Linked DNA regions of Arachis hypogaea: region 1 is linked to region 2. A link is a contact called in public Hi-C data. All regions are on one chromosome and are shown on one strand. The core of a region is the stretch at or near the end of the contact, and the rest is flanking DNA. Distances in the headings are between cores, read along the strand shown. Region 1 has its middle 31 kb from the start of LOC112725946. Region 2 holds the start of LOC112722623 (dof zinc finger protein DOF5.4).

What was found. A called contact is a pair of places that touch in the nucleus more often than the background predicts.
Region 1: a Hi-C map of an unstated tissue shows a contact between it and region 2, with 2.5 times the contacts expected there. The contact joins the enhancer-like site here to the promoter of LOC112722623 in region 2. A contact is called at or near these places in 5 of 8 Hi-C or Micro-C datasets (leaf and an unstated tissue).

The regions. Positions count from the first base shown.
Region 1 is chr11:130,416,369-130,419,068 of arahy.Tifrunner.gnm2.J5K5, forward strand. No RefSeq gene overlaps it. Among protein-coding and RNA genes, the nearest start is that of LOC112725946, 31 kb to the right of the region's middle. Within about 2 kb of position 1,408, at least 3 of the 3 cell types and tissues checked have open chromatin away from gene starts, as enhancers often do.
Region 2 is chr11:130,345,956-130,348,759 of arahy.Tifrunner.gnm2.J5K5, forward strand. It overlaps LOC112722623 (dof zinc finger protein DOF5.4), which reads right to left and starts at 1,342. Exons shown (of 1, transcript XM_025773717.3): 1 at 1-1,342. The coding sequence starts at 1,079. The coding sequence ends at 129.

The sequences.
Region 1 (2,700 bases), core at 158-2,657, 70 kb after region 2:
TAGTTTGTGCTTTGTATAATAATTTTTGTGTTATATACAAATATTTTATACTATATCAATAAATTTTGTATTTTCTATAATAAAAATTCCTGTATTAAAAAAAGTAAATAAAAAAAACGATAATATATACACATATTTTTTGTTAGACTTATGTCAACTTAATTAAATTTAATTAAAAGCACAAAAAAAAAAAAAACGATAACGTATGCAAATATTTTTTGTTGGACGGATGTCAACTTAATTAAATTTAATTACAAAAACATTTTTACACATAATGAATGGATTTTCCCTAACGATAACTGATTAAAAGTGGCCAAATCAACTTGATATCAAAGGCAAGCTTGATACAGTACCAATGTTTCCCCAAATTATTCCACATCACTACTACCTCACCACCCTTCTCAATTAATCTAACTCATATTATTTGGTCCCCCTCTAAATAAAGTCTTGCACCTAATCCGTAGTGATTAACTTTTGCCTAATATATAATTTTATTTGTTGCGGTCTCATTAAGTAAATAAATAATTAAGTTTAATGGAGTATTGAGTTAATATAGTTTCTCAAACTTTAAAGCTTAGAAGGGGCATGTTTGTAACATAATTAAGTCAATTCTCTCACTGAATATAATGTGCTTATTATAAGGCATGATAACACGTTCAAATAACGATAATTTTCGATTATTATTTTTATATAAAAGATCACTTTATATAATTATATGAATAATCACCTGTTAATTAACAATGAAATTTGAAAACACAAATATTAACCATTTAAAGATTGATATCTTGATATTTACAAATACCTAAATACCATATAAATCTTAACTACGCTAATATCCTATATCATTTATATATGTCATGTTATTTTAAAAATTAGCGTGTTTATATATATATATACACTAAAATTATGAGAACCGAATTGAATTTATTAATTTAGCCGAATTGATTCGAAACCAATCATTGGATCAATTTGATTCAGATAAAAAATTAGTAAAAAAGCTAAAAAGAATGGATCAAAAAATTGGTAAATTGATTAAATCGAGAGGATTTTAAATAGTTAATTATTTTAAAATAATAAAATATAAAAATGATTTTTTTTATAAATATATATATTTGATTATATCCAATTAAAATTTTAAAATTTTGAATCTTTAATTCAACTGGTTCAATAATCAAAACGGTTTTCTCAAACTTGATATATACATATATGAATAAAGTAGTTATGTTGGCATATTTGAACGATGACAAACATAAGAGCATGCAGTAGAGTCCTTATTATATCTCTAGCATAGCTTACCAATAATGCTTGGCTATTTATTTCAATAATTGTTGGGTTTAGATGAGCGTGTGATTCAAGCGTTGATTGTGTAACGTGTGCAGGACCTACCTCTTCAAACACTAGCAGCCTAGTCTAGCCTAGCTAGCTAGCTGTATGATATGATTGGTTTATCTATAGAACCGTCCATTGACTATGTCCTTGTCATTTTCACCCCCCATTCTTATTTACATTTTAATGCAAATGAAATAGCCAAATATAATATAATATAGTATCATATGCAATTTAACAGGGTCGTGTGTGTAATGTGTTTTTGCCCTACACAGACAAAAGTGGGTGTGTGTGTATTGCGACCCTCTTTGACAAAGTGCATAAGAGACACACGCACCTAAAAATCACGACTACTCTATTATTGTTTGATTATTATTATTATTATTAGGTCCTAATAATTAATTAGCAATAAATAAATTGAAAGCTCAATTTTGAAAGTCCAGTTGTGTGGGGAGGCAAACACTTAAATGAAATTAAAATGGAGTGGAACGTTTTCTTATTTATTTGAATTAGGTGATTGGTCAAATGAATGTAATAACATCATGATTTGTGATCATCAATTTAAATTAGTCTATTTAAATAAGTATTAGAAAATTTGAATTTTATTTTATATATATAATAATTTATTAATTAATAATAAATTTTTAAATAAAATTTAAATATGCTATAAATTAATTCTTAATCTAGCGAGTTAAGAGTGAATTTGAAAAGGGGTTGGCATGCATGGAGATGGAGTGGAACAAAATCGAGTGAAAGCGTTGTTGGGAAGTGATGAGTGAAGAGGTAATTTGATGGGAACATGTTCACATGCACATGGGACGGTCATGACGGGGAAAGGCCAGGGGGGTCTCCTCCATTTAGGTCTACCGGTACTTGTCCACATCTCTATCTATTCAAATACGTTTATTCCACTTACGATATTTTTTATATAAACATAATTATTCTAATTATTAACTTATTTAATATAATCAATTTTTTTTATATAAAGATATTTTTATGTGGATAACTCCTTTATTACTTACATACTTAATTGCGTCACAAAAAATAAGAAGAAAATATTTAGATAATATTTATTAAAATTTTTGTTTTTACTCTTAAACATGATTTTTATATTATAAAAAAATGTTTTAATTATTTTTCGAATATACTGTTATGGGTTAAGAGTATGAGTCTATGACTAGGGGTGGCAATATGTACCCTACATGCGGATTCTCAACCCGATTCCACCCGATCAGATAGGGTTGTCAATCCGATCCGCAGCGGGTAGGATTTTCGTGCGGATCGGGTAGTGTGCGGGTTAAGTTTCAACCTACTCGACCAACTCGCACTCTATATATGTTTATGTTATATATTTATATAAAAATATGTTTTAAG
Region 2 (2,804 bases), core at 92-2,591:
TTCTTCTAACTTTAGTTTTGATTCCAAATTTACTTTGCACGTTATAAAAATAAGAGTTATATTTAAAAATAAAATTAAAAAAAAAAGAGGTGAGATTTTGAGAGGATATTTAATTTGTTTAGGCATTCTCAGGGGAGATGAAAGAGATTAGAATTATCGTGATCAGGCCATTGAGTTTGACTCCAGTAAGCATGATCAACGGAGTTGGGGAGATCAAACAAACCTTGATCCACACCAGCTTGCCAATCCAACGGTCCAAATCCACCGTTTCCCGTCTTGCTCGGAAGTGCCGACAAATCAACGGTTACAGTACTACCGTGTCCATGATGATCCAGCAAGCTCCCACCACTACCGTTCAGATTCTCCGGCAACTTCTGCTGCTGATGCCACTGAAACGACGTCGCATCAGGAACAACACCACCACCTCCAAATCCAAACGCCAATGCATCGTTGTTCGAAGAGGAAGAAACCATCAAGCTCGTCAGCGTCCCTATCTCAGAGAAAATACCGCTCTCCAAATTAGGGTTCGAGGAAGCGTTGTTGTTGTTATTCTCGTGGATCAACAACTTGGAAGAATCAGAGTTAAGCTCCGTCGTGCCGATGGTCGCCGCCGCCGCCGCCGCGGTGAGGTTAGAGCTCTCACTGCTGGAGTGAGAATTGGAGTTCTGGTCCGTCGGTGGAGCCTGAGACGACGTCGTTTGCGGCGGCGTTTCCGCGGAGGAAGTTGCGGTGGCGCTATTATTATTACTATTATTATTTTTGCTGGTTTTGGCGGTCTTGTTGTCGTTGGAACGCTTGGACTTGCGGCAACCGCCACCGACAGGGACGTTGCGGAGGACGCCGCCTTTGGTCCAGTAGCGGCGGCAGTTCTTGCAGAAGTGGCGTGGCTGGGAGAGGTTGTAGTTGTTGTAGTAACAGAACTTGGTGTTGAGTGAATCACAACGGGGACATTTAAGTGCTTGCTGCTGGTGGCAGTTGGTGGCGGTGTTCTGGTGAGGGTGGTGGTGGTGTGGCCTGAGCCTCCTGTCAGCAGCGGCGCCGAAGAACCTGGTGCCTCCCATTGAATGTATCTCCTGCATTTGGGCGTTGGAAAAAGAAGAAGAAGAAAGTAATAAATATAATAAGGGAATTGAAGAAGGAAGTGAGGTTTTGTTTGGGAGAAGAATTTGGAGTGTGTCAGTGGGTTAACTTGTGCATGTGGAACAGTGAGTGGAGATTGGAGAAGAAAATAAAAGAAAAGGAAGGAGTGGTTTGTGTTGTGATTTTGATTATGAGTCTGGTGACTGACAAATATCCATGTAATGCTCTTTCATCTCTTTGGATTTTTATTTTTATTTTTTTTTAATTTGAAGAGGGGAATTGACCAACAAACCCTTTAATGTTGGCTGAACTACCATTTCAGCCACTGGGACTGGGGACTAGTTTCTTAAATGCCGAAAATATCCTCCACTGTCGCAGGTGCCCGTAATGGACTGGCTGCCTTCTTGGAATTCGAGCTGCCAGCGTGGAACAGTTGCTGTAACAGATTTTACATGCAGCTCATGCACCTTCCGTACAGATAAATTTAATAAAGTAAATGATCGATATTTCAGTGATGGATTTATTTAGGATTTTTTTTAAATAAATAATTTAATTATTTTATTTATCAAAATATGTAATTTATAACATATTTATCAATTTACATAATTTAGCTTACTTTGTTTGTAAATGAGATATTTGGAGTTTGAAATAAAAAACACATATCTCTTACTATATAAATGAGATACATTCATAATTATTTCGTTTGTAGTGTAAACGAGATATGTGTATTATTATAAAAAATACAATTAAAATAATATCAATAATCTAAATTTTTAGTATATAATTAGTACTTAAAGGTAGAAGCATAGTCGTAAGAATCGAACCGGTGATCAAACTAGTCAGGTTACTAGTTTACTAGTTCAATCGATAAATCACTGGTTGAATCGATAAAACCGGTTCCACGTAAATAAAAAATAGTAAAAAATTTTAAAAAGTTCAAATCCATATCTTCACCATTTTAAGAACAACCAAGTCTCAAATTCTAAAGATAACTAATACAAAGATAAACATGAAATTAGTTAGTACTACTACAATAGTATCTTAATTAGACACAATAAGAATAACAATCTATGAACTATATCCAAGGAGTAATTTCAAAGTCGGGGTATTGTTATTCGTTTGACAAATGTGGAGCTACATCCTGATTGGTTTTATTTTGATTTGCATTTTTCATAGAATTATTAGCCCTATCATCATTCCGATCATTTTCTAAATCCAATTGATCTAGCATTATAGATAACGTTTCACAAATCAAGATCAAAAGTAATATAAAATATATTATAAAGCATACCAAAATCATAGTTGATCATAATTCATAAATAAATAAAAAAATACCTAAATCATCTAAAGGTAATTGAAGAGACATATTTGCAAGATCATTTTGTAAAGCATCAACTTCTTCAGGAGTTAAAAATGGTGGTGAATCTTCCAATATCCATTTCGAATTATTCTCAAATGCATCAAGACAAATTGAATCATAAACTTGCTTTCTCATTTGGTTCCTATGTTATCAAAATACTCCGTTACTCTTATGATGATTAAAATTTGAAAATAATGCTTTGAACTTAAAATAATTAAGAAAGTACCTTTGTTGTAACTATAAGTTGTAATGAACATAAACAATATCATTAAGTTTTTTATGCTCTAATCGATTCCTCTTTTTGAGTGAATGTGTTCAAAAATACTCCAATTACGCTCACAACCTGAAGAACTACAAGTTTGGC